2 separate regions of the Hordeum vulgare genome follow, and region 2 is linked to region 1. A link is a contact called in public Hi-C data. All regions are on one chromosome and are shown on one strand. The core of a region is the stretch at or near the end of the contact, and the rest is flanking DNA. Distances in the headings are between cores, read along the strand shown.

Region 1 (3,710 bases), core at 607-3,106:
TGAGGTGATATGGGTGAACTACAGTTAACAGAACTGGGGAACGACCAGTTCGTGGAACAAGTTACCACACTGCACTAAAGTCCCGTCTGAGGAATAGCTCTTCACAACCCTAGATGCATGCAAAATGATGTGTGCCAACATATAACCATTTTGACCAAGGTTGAAAGTAGTATATCCAAATAGTTGCACTATACGTTTCAGTTTAGAAGTATACAGCGTAAAACTTCAGTTGTAATATACAACTTTACCATTTGCATGTCTTGGGTGGTGTTTCTGTTGAAAAGATGATACTGTTTAAAGAATCGAGTGGTGCTACATGCAAGCTATGTTTTTTTTTTTGAGTGGTGCTACATGCAAGCTATGTTTGTCAAGAGGAGGGGCGGGGGTCTAATTTTTGATAGCTTTATCAATAGACCAGCTATTGTCAGCACGAGAATTTCAACTTTTACATGCAAGTATGGCTCAGAGTTACCTAAAGTCAGTGTGAAGCAAGCACACAAACGCATATCAGTGATGTACAAAATATTACCAACACTAGAAAATTATAGTGTGGACCTTGGACACGGTAGAATGTTCTAATCAGCTATCACATTATACTTGAATTATCATCCTTTTCTTTAAGCAAACAGACACGCTAAAATGCACCGATACAGATACGTGTATCAGCATCGGGCTGATACGGATACGTAAATTCGCTTTGGAAAAGCGGCAATACGGAGATGCGCTTTACTATTTTTCAAATTAAAAAAATGTATAGAAGCTAGGAACAGCAGATTACCTTCTTGTTTGTTCTACTGTGGATGCCGAAGCAGCTCCAAGCCCTCCAATTGACAACGTTGATGCCCTGTTCCAACTGCAAGTTCCAAAGGGATGGGATTAGACTTTTAGCGAGTGTAAAATGAATATGGAGCAGCAAATCAAATCATTAGTTAGTTGTACATCTACCATGGCATAACACGGAAGGTGGAACCTGAAGATCAATCAATCAGCCAAAACGAAAAAAAAGGAGAAACAGTCACTTTAAACGGCAACATGTTAGGCCCAGCCGTTGAAATCGAAAACAACGCAGCGCGACAGTACCACCACATTCCCAATCATGAACAAGATTCGGGACATCTATCAGGCCAACAACACCATCAGTAGTACCAATGCGCTCATAACTTCGGCCATCGCCTGATCATATATCGTTGGCCATCGCCTGTTCGGCTGCTAACATGTTTAAACCGGAAACATTTGCTCGTCTGAAGAAGGAAGAAGGAAATCAGACTAGGATTTGTACGCATTTGCCCCTGCAAGCATTATCGCAAACAACTACCGGGCAAAACCCGTCCGCGTGTGGATGAACCTGAACGCGCGCTGGGGAAACCACGCGGCGAGCACTCGGTCGGGAAATAACCGTCGTTGTATTCTCGCAATTTATACCAAATCTACAGCGAGGCGGAAAAACAGGAGACGGAATTGAACGAACTGAGGATGCAGGAGGAGCGAGGGAGGGAGGGAGGGGGAGGGGTGGCTGCCTGCCTGTGGACTGGTCGGCGGCGTGGCTCCGGGCGGGAGCGGCGGCGTGGCTCCGGGGAGGGAGGCGCTGGTGGTGGTATGGACGGAGGGAGGCGCCGCCGGGATCCTGTACCGGCGGCGGGGCCGCGGGGGGGGTTGGGCGCGCCGGCCAGGAACCCTAGCTAGCTGCGGCGCTCGGGATGGGCTCTGGTGGTTCGCTCGGGACGGAGGCTCGGTTGAGGGGAATAGGACGGCTGCAATTACTTTTTCTTTTTTTCTTCTGTTGGGGGAATTACTAGTTGCTGCATCGGGGGCTCGAACCGCCCACCTCGGGCCTGTCCGCATGCCACTTGTTTATCTGACGCGATACGTGTCAGGTACTACTTTCCTCTTTCACTCTCATCTACCATCACAAAATGACTGCGGTGAGATTTGGTGTAATGCTCATAGAAAAGGAAGGTACTATCCCCAACCACTCTTAAGCTTGGGGAAATCATAAAGGCATGAATCCTGGAGCTATTGGAGACGGTATATGTTTATCGTTGAGTTTGCAACGAAGGCGGAATAAAGATCGGGTCGAAGCGGGAGCTTGGAATAAATGTCAAAAGCGACACTTTTGGTCAGATCTTAAGCTTGGGGAAGCGGGAGCTATTGGAGACGGTATGTTTATTGCTGAGTTCGCGAGTAAGGCGGAATAAAGATCGGGTCGAAGCGGGATCTCCATGGACCGTTGGCAAGCATGCGGTGCTCGTTAACAATTTGGATGCTGGGCGGCGGCTATCGGATGTTTGCCTCGACAAATTAACTGTCTGGGCTCGCATAAAAAACCCACGGTTTGAACTGATGAACAGATTTGGGGGGACAAAAACTTGGAGCAAAGTTAGGAACGGCGAAGACTGTTGATGTGGCTGGCCGGGGTAGAGCTTTGGGGGGGCTGTTTGCGAGTCAGAGTGACCGTGGATATCTCCAAACCTTTGTTAAGGTGGGTTACGGCTTATTTTAAAAAAGCACCAAGAGTATGACACTTATGAGGTAGTATATGAGAGTCTCCCACGTTATTGCTTCTCGTGAGGTAGTATATGAGAGTCTCCCACGTTACTGCTTCTCATGTGGCCTGTTGGGGCACTCTTCTATGGAATGCTCAACGTCGCGTAAGAGGGATGCATAGGGTTAGCTACCTTGTAATGCTGGTAGGTTGTGTGTCAAGGACGATAAGAAAAGGAGTTTTGCAGGTTTCAAATCATTGCAAAGTTCACAATCAAGTGGCGGGGTGTTCACACTGTGATGACAAAAAGGGGAATCCCATCTCCATGATAAAGCTAAGATTGTCGAACCAAAAGCTGATAAAACTGCAAGAGGAATATGTGGTCACGTCTCCCATGAAGCTGACGGTTCATAATCAGAAATTAAAGGATAAGGTGGATCAAGGCATGTTGTGTAAGGAACTTTCTTCTTCAGGAGCTACATATAGTCGTGTTGTTGGGCAAAAAAGGAAGCAAATAAAGGTATATAGGCCCAAATGTTCTGCCACAAACACAGAACTGAAGGTGGAGCTAGACAACAATAGTAAGGCCATTGTCTTAGGTGGAAATGGTCTGAAGACAAGTGAACCAGGTACAAATTTTGGTCAGATGTATGTACAAGGGAACAGTAAATCTTATAAGAAGCGGAAGAAAGAACTAACCTTTATTCCCTCTATATCAGCGGATCAGGCGGAGGCTGTAGTGGAGCAGCCCCGCCATGCGCAATGAATTTGCTCTGTTGGAACTATCGTGACCAAGGGCGGACACGGCAGTTGGCGAGTGAAAGCACAATTGTTCCCTAAGGTGGTTTTGGTAATTAATCACAACATATGCATCATTTGGACTAATGAGTTTATTCAAGTACATTTCAGAAAAGTTCAAAGATGCTTTGCTATAGGATTGTGTGGAGATACCCCTTTGATGAAGGAAGAAATAGGATTGGCTAAAGCTTCAAGCAAGAAGACTCTTCATTTTACACTTTGTGAGAAATCACATTTGAGTCCATAGAAAAGTTAGTATTATTAAAAAGGGATGAGGTATTATAATGAATGGTTGCTCAAGTGCTTAGAGATAGCCACCAAAAATACATAGCCACTTTCCCACAAAACATATCTGTCCCGAGACAAATATGCAAAATCGGTGCCACCAACAATTCCCACTTAGCTATACGATTTTACACTTAGACAGATC
Region 2 (3,710 bases), core at 725-3,224, 120 kb after region 1:
ACACTAGGCAAGTTAACTTTGATCATATTTTGAATACATATGATTTTATTGCATTAGTGCCACTTTTCCTCATGCATTTAGTATGAATATCTGAAACTTGTAGTTTGAGTAGAATCATGAGGTAGGAACCCAAACCCTTGCCACCAAGCCCCGAGAATCATGGTTAAGTTAGTTACAGCAATGCTTCAGTAGACGGGGATTGGTATGAGTGTTTCATGTGACATGTGAGTGTGATAATAATATCTAGATCAACCTCAACACTACAAGACTTCAAGATTTTAACACTTCTCTTGGTGGATTGCCTCCCATATGAGGGGATCCTAGGGATTGGCTAGCGATCACCTTGTTCTACACATTCAAGAGGGGATCCTAAGGATTGACTAGTAATCATCTGGTTCTACAGACTCAAGAGGGGATCCTAGGGATTGACTAGTGATCATCCAGTTCTACAGACTCAAGAGGGGATCCTGGGGATTGACGAGTAACCACCCAGTTTTACGAGGGTATCCAGGGGATTGGCCAGTGATCACCCAGTTTTATGGAATGCCACCCAGTCTTAAAGAGATTGATGGATCTTTCAAGACCAGAAGCTTCCATGTGCAGCCACAAGCTATTATGGGCTCTAGCATAGTTGAATACTCCGAAAAGACTGTGTCTCGGTCGTCCAGTTCTCAAACACCATGTAGTGCAAGGACTTCAAGGGAAGCGATTTAGTCTTGCGAAAAAAGTGTGCAAACCTCTGAGAGTGTTAAACTAATCAATTAGGCGTGTCCTCGGTTATGGACAATTTGAGTGACTAGAACTCCATTATCTGGATAATCTCAACAATTAATACATTAAATGAATTTGGTTGGTGCAACCATCTCATTAGTGACAACAACTTTGTAGTAAGTTTTGATTAATTTTCAGTTAGGAAAAAACCAGCTTTTATGCAAAAACTCAGACATAAAGCCTCCACTCCTACATTGCATATAGTGATATACTTATTTTCATCTGACTTCGTATGTGATCTTGCGAGTAGATTTAATATACTAACCTACATGGCTACAATGTCTTATGATGCAGATATTTCCACGATAAGTAAGAGTACAATATACGGGTACGATCTACACTCAACTTGACGTTGGCGTTGATGGGACTCCACACCCCTATTGTTATGTTCCCGCTTTGATAAATAAGGCATACTCTAGATCTACGGTATTTATTTTACATGTGATCCTATGATATTTCATCGAAGTACTGTGTGTACCATCATATTGATCTAGGGATTGGAGGCAAAGCACAAAGACTTGACCATATTGGGTCGGGTCGCTATAGCCTCCAAGTGCAGAGTTTTATAGGACAACAACACATTTCCTACAAGTGGATGACCTAAGGTTTATCAATACATGGGAGGTGAAGGATGAAGATGGTCACTCCCAATCAACCCTGCAATCAAATACAAGAAATATCTTGTGTCCCCAACACACCCAATACAATGGTAAATTGTATAGGTGCACTAGTACGGTGAAGAGATATTGATCATACAAGTGTAGTATGGTTAGTATTAATAGATTTTTGTAATCTGAATAAATCAAAACAACAAGATAGCAAGTGGCAAACAACGAGCAAAAAGTTGTATAAATGCTTGGGAATAAGAAATAGGGTTCGTACTTTCACTAGTGCAATCCCTCAACAATGCTAACATAGTAGGATCATATGATCATTCCTCAACGTGCAACAAACTAGCACTCCAAAGTTTGGATCGGTGTGGACAAAAGTGGAGGCCCAGCGCACCTACCCAAACCCAAAACGCTTCCGCTTCACACGTCCGCGCTGACCCATTTCTGACGCAAATTTGGGTTGCAGGCGGATACAAAAACGGACGTTTTCTGTATGTGCGTTGTCCGCCCGTGTCCGGCGTGATCCACTTATCACCCATCCATCTACCCACATTTCTATACTTATTTAATTTACTGGCCCACCCTCAACCACATCTCTTCTTGTAAATGTTGTCCCTTTAGGTGGGATCGCGTTGGAGTTGCTCGAGTTGCTCTCAAGTTTAGTTACACCCCTGCCTGCCAGCCAGCCAGCTGTTTGTCTCAAAAAAAAAAAAAAACAGCCAGCTTGTACTTAGGCCATCGATCTATATGCACGGACCCAGGTATTAAAGGGGGGCGTGCCATCCACGTGAACGTGTCCGTCCGGTTCATGTGTCAATGTCCATGTCACTGTATTTTTTTCTCCTTTTTTGATTATGTCCGTGTCACTGTAAGGCTGCAGTACACACGACTGCACTATATGCGTCCATATTCTCTCCACGTATAGTACAGTATATGTGTAATGTTGGCAGCATTGTTTTAGTTTTGCCTGACTGATTCCAGCCGCAAGTGTGCGTGGCCCGCCCGTTATGCACGGCAGCTACGTACGCCCCCACCACCTTTTGATCCATCGACGGTGACTTGTCATCAGTTTTTTTTAGTCTGAGAGGCCACTCCAATCAAGCATGCATGCGTGCATGCATGTGGTGACGGCCGGTACTCCACTGTCCACTGCTGATTCTCTAGAAATTTTCATCTAGAAAATGTGACGATCAAATCTCATCAACTAGGATTTTCCACTGCTGATTCTGTTGTTCGTAGAACGAACGATTGACGTGAGATGGCATGCATTTCTAACGGCCGTGTCAGTGTCACGATCGATGTTTTGTCAACTTGGACGCTGGCTGGCCGTGGCCGATGTCTCTCTTGAACCGTGGTCACATTTTTTAACTGCGGCCGCAATTTGTACAGCTCCCACGCGTATAACACCTTTGATCGCGTCCAGCTCAGCTGCCACGTGATTCGGGGTTTTGAGGGCACGTTACGTTACGTTACGTACGCGGTGCCATTTTGACGACGTCGACGTGCACCAGTCACGTATACCAGTGCGTGATTTCCTTCTAAGGCTGCATTGGATGAAGACTGTGGTTATGTTAATTAGTTACTCCCTCCGTTCTTAAATATAGGTCTTTTTAAATGTTGTACTAGTGGACTACATACGAAACAAAATGAGTGAATCTATGTTTTAAATATGTCTATGTACATTCATATGTAGTCCTTTAATGAAATCTTTAAAACTACTTATATTTAGGAACGGAGGGAGTATATAGTGGCCCTCAAGAAAACAGTACATGCTCCAGGATGCCGATGATGCACCGTTGAGAGTATGCTCCAGTCTCGATTTACTTTACTAAGCACCACTCTATGTACCCTACATTGAACAAGGCATGAGGAGATCGATGTCGTCATCACTTAGCACACGTTTCTGATTAAGCTTTAACCGCCATATAGTCTATAAAACGACAAGACTATTGGTATAGTCTATAATCCCATTATTATTTTCAACTATTGAATGACTGAATGTATGCATGCATGAGGAGCTAGACCAACAGTGTCTCACCTGCACACACACACACACCTAATCCCGGGCCATGACCATGTACTGCAGCGCTAGCTAGCTCGATCTCCGGAGAAACGGACACACAAAGACATGACACATACATACACACCGACACACATGCACTGCTGAGTGTGCTGATCTGACATCCCCAGCTCGATCTACAAACTTTCCCCGTGTCCCAGAGATATATAGTGCCTTGTCCAAAAATACCCATATATAGAAATGGATCTATCTCTATGTGACGCATGCATGTGTGGTAGTAGTACTATCCCTGTTGGTTCATCTTTTGA

Evidence for each region. Hi-C and Micro-C count contacts between places; a contact is called where the count stands out from the background.
Region 2: a Hi-C map of an unstated tissue shows a contact between it and region 1, with 6 times the contacts expected there. The contact joins the enhancer-like site here to the promoter of LOC123395698 in region 1. A contact is called at or near these places in 2 of 6 Hi-C or Micro-C datasets (seedling and an unstated tissue).

The regions. Positions count from the first base shown.
Region 1 is chr5H:5,023,146-5,026,855 of MorexV3_pseudomolecules_assembly, forward strand. LOC123395698 (bromodomain and WD repeat-containing protein 3) reads right to left here and starts at 1,857. Exons shown (of 24, transcript XM_045090732.1): 1 at 1,522-1,857; 2 at 779-853. The coding sequence starts at 1,842.
Region 2 is chr5H:5,142,092-5,145,801 of MorexV3_pseudomolecules_assembly, forward strand. No RefSeq gene overlaps it. Among protein-coding and RNA genes, the nearest start is that of LOC123399153, 17 kb to the right of the region's middle. Within about 2 kb of position 1,975, at least 3 of the 3 cell types and tissues checked have open chromatin away from gene starts, as enhancers often do. A contact at or near this core is called in seedling, where this site is marked.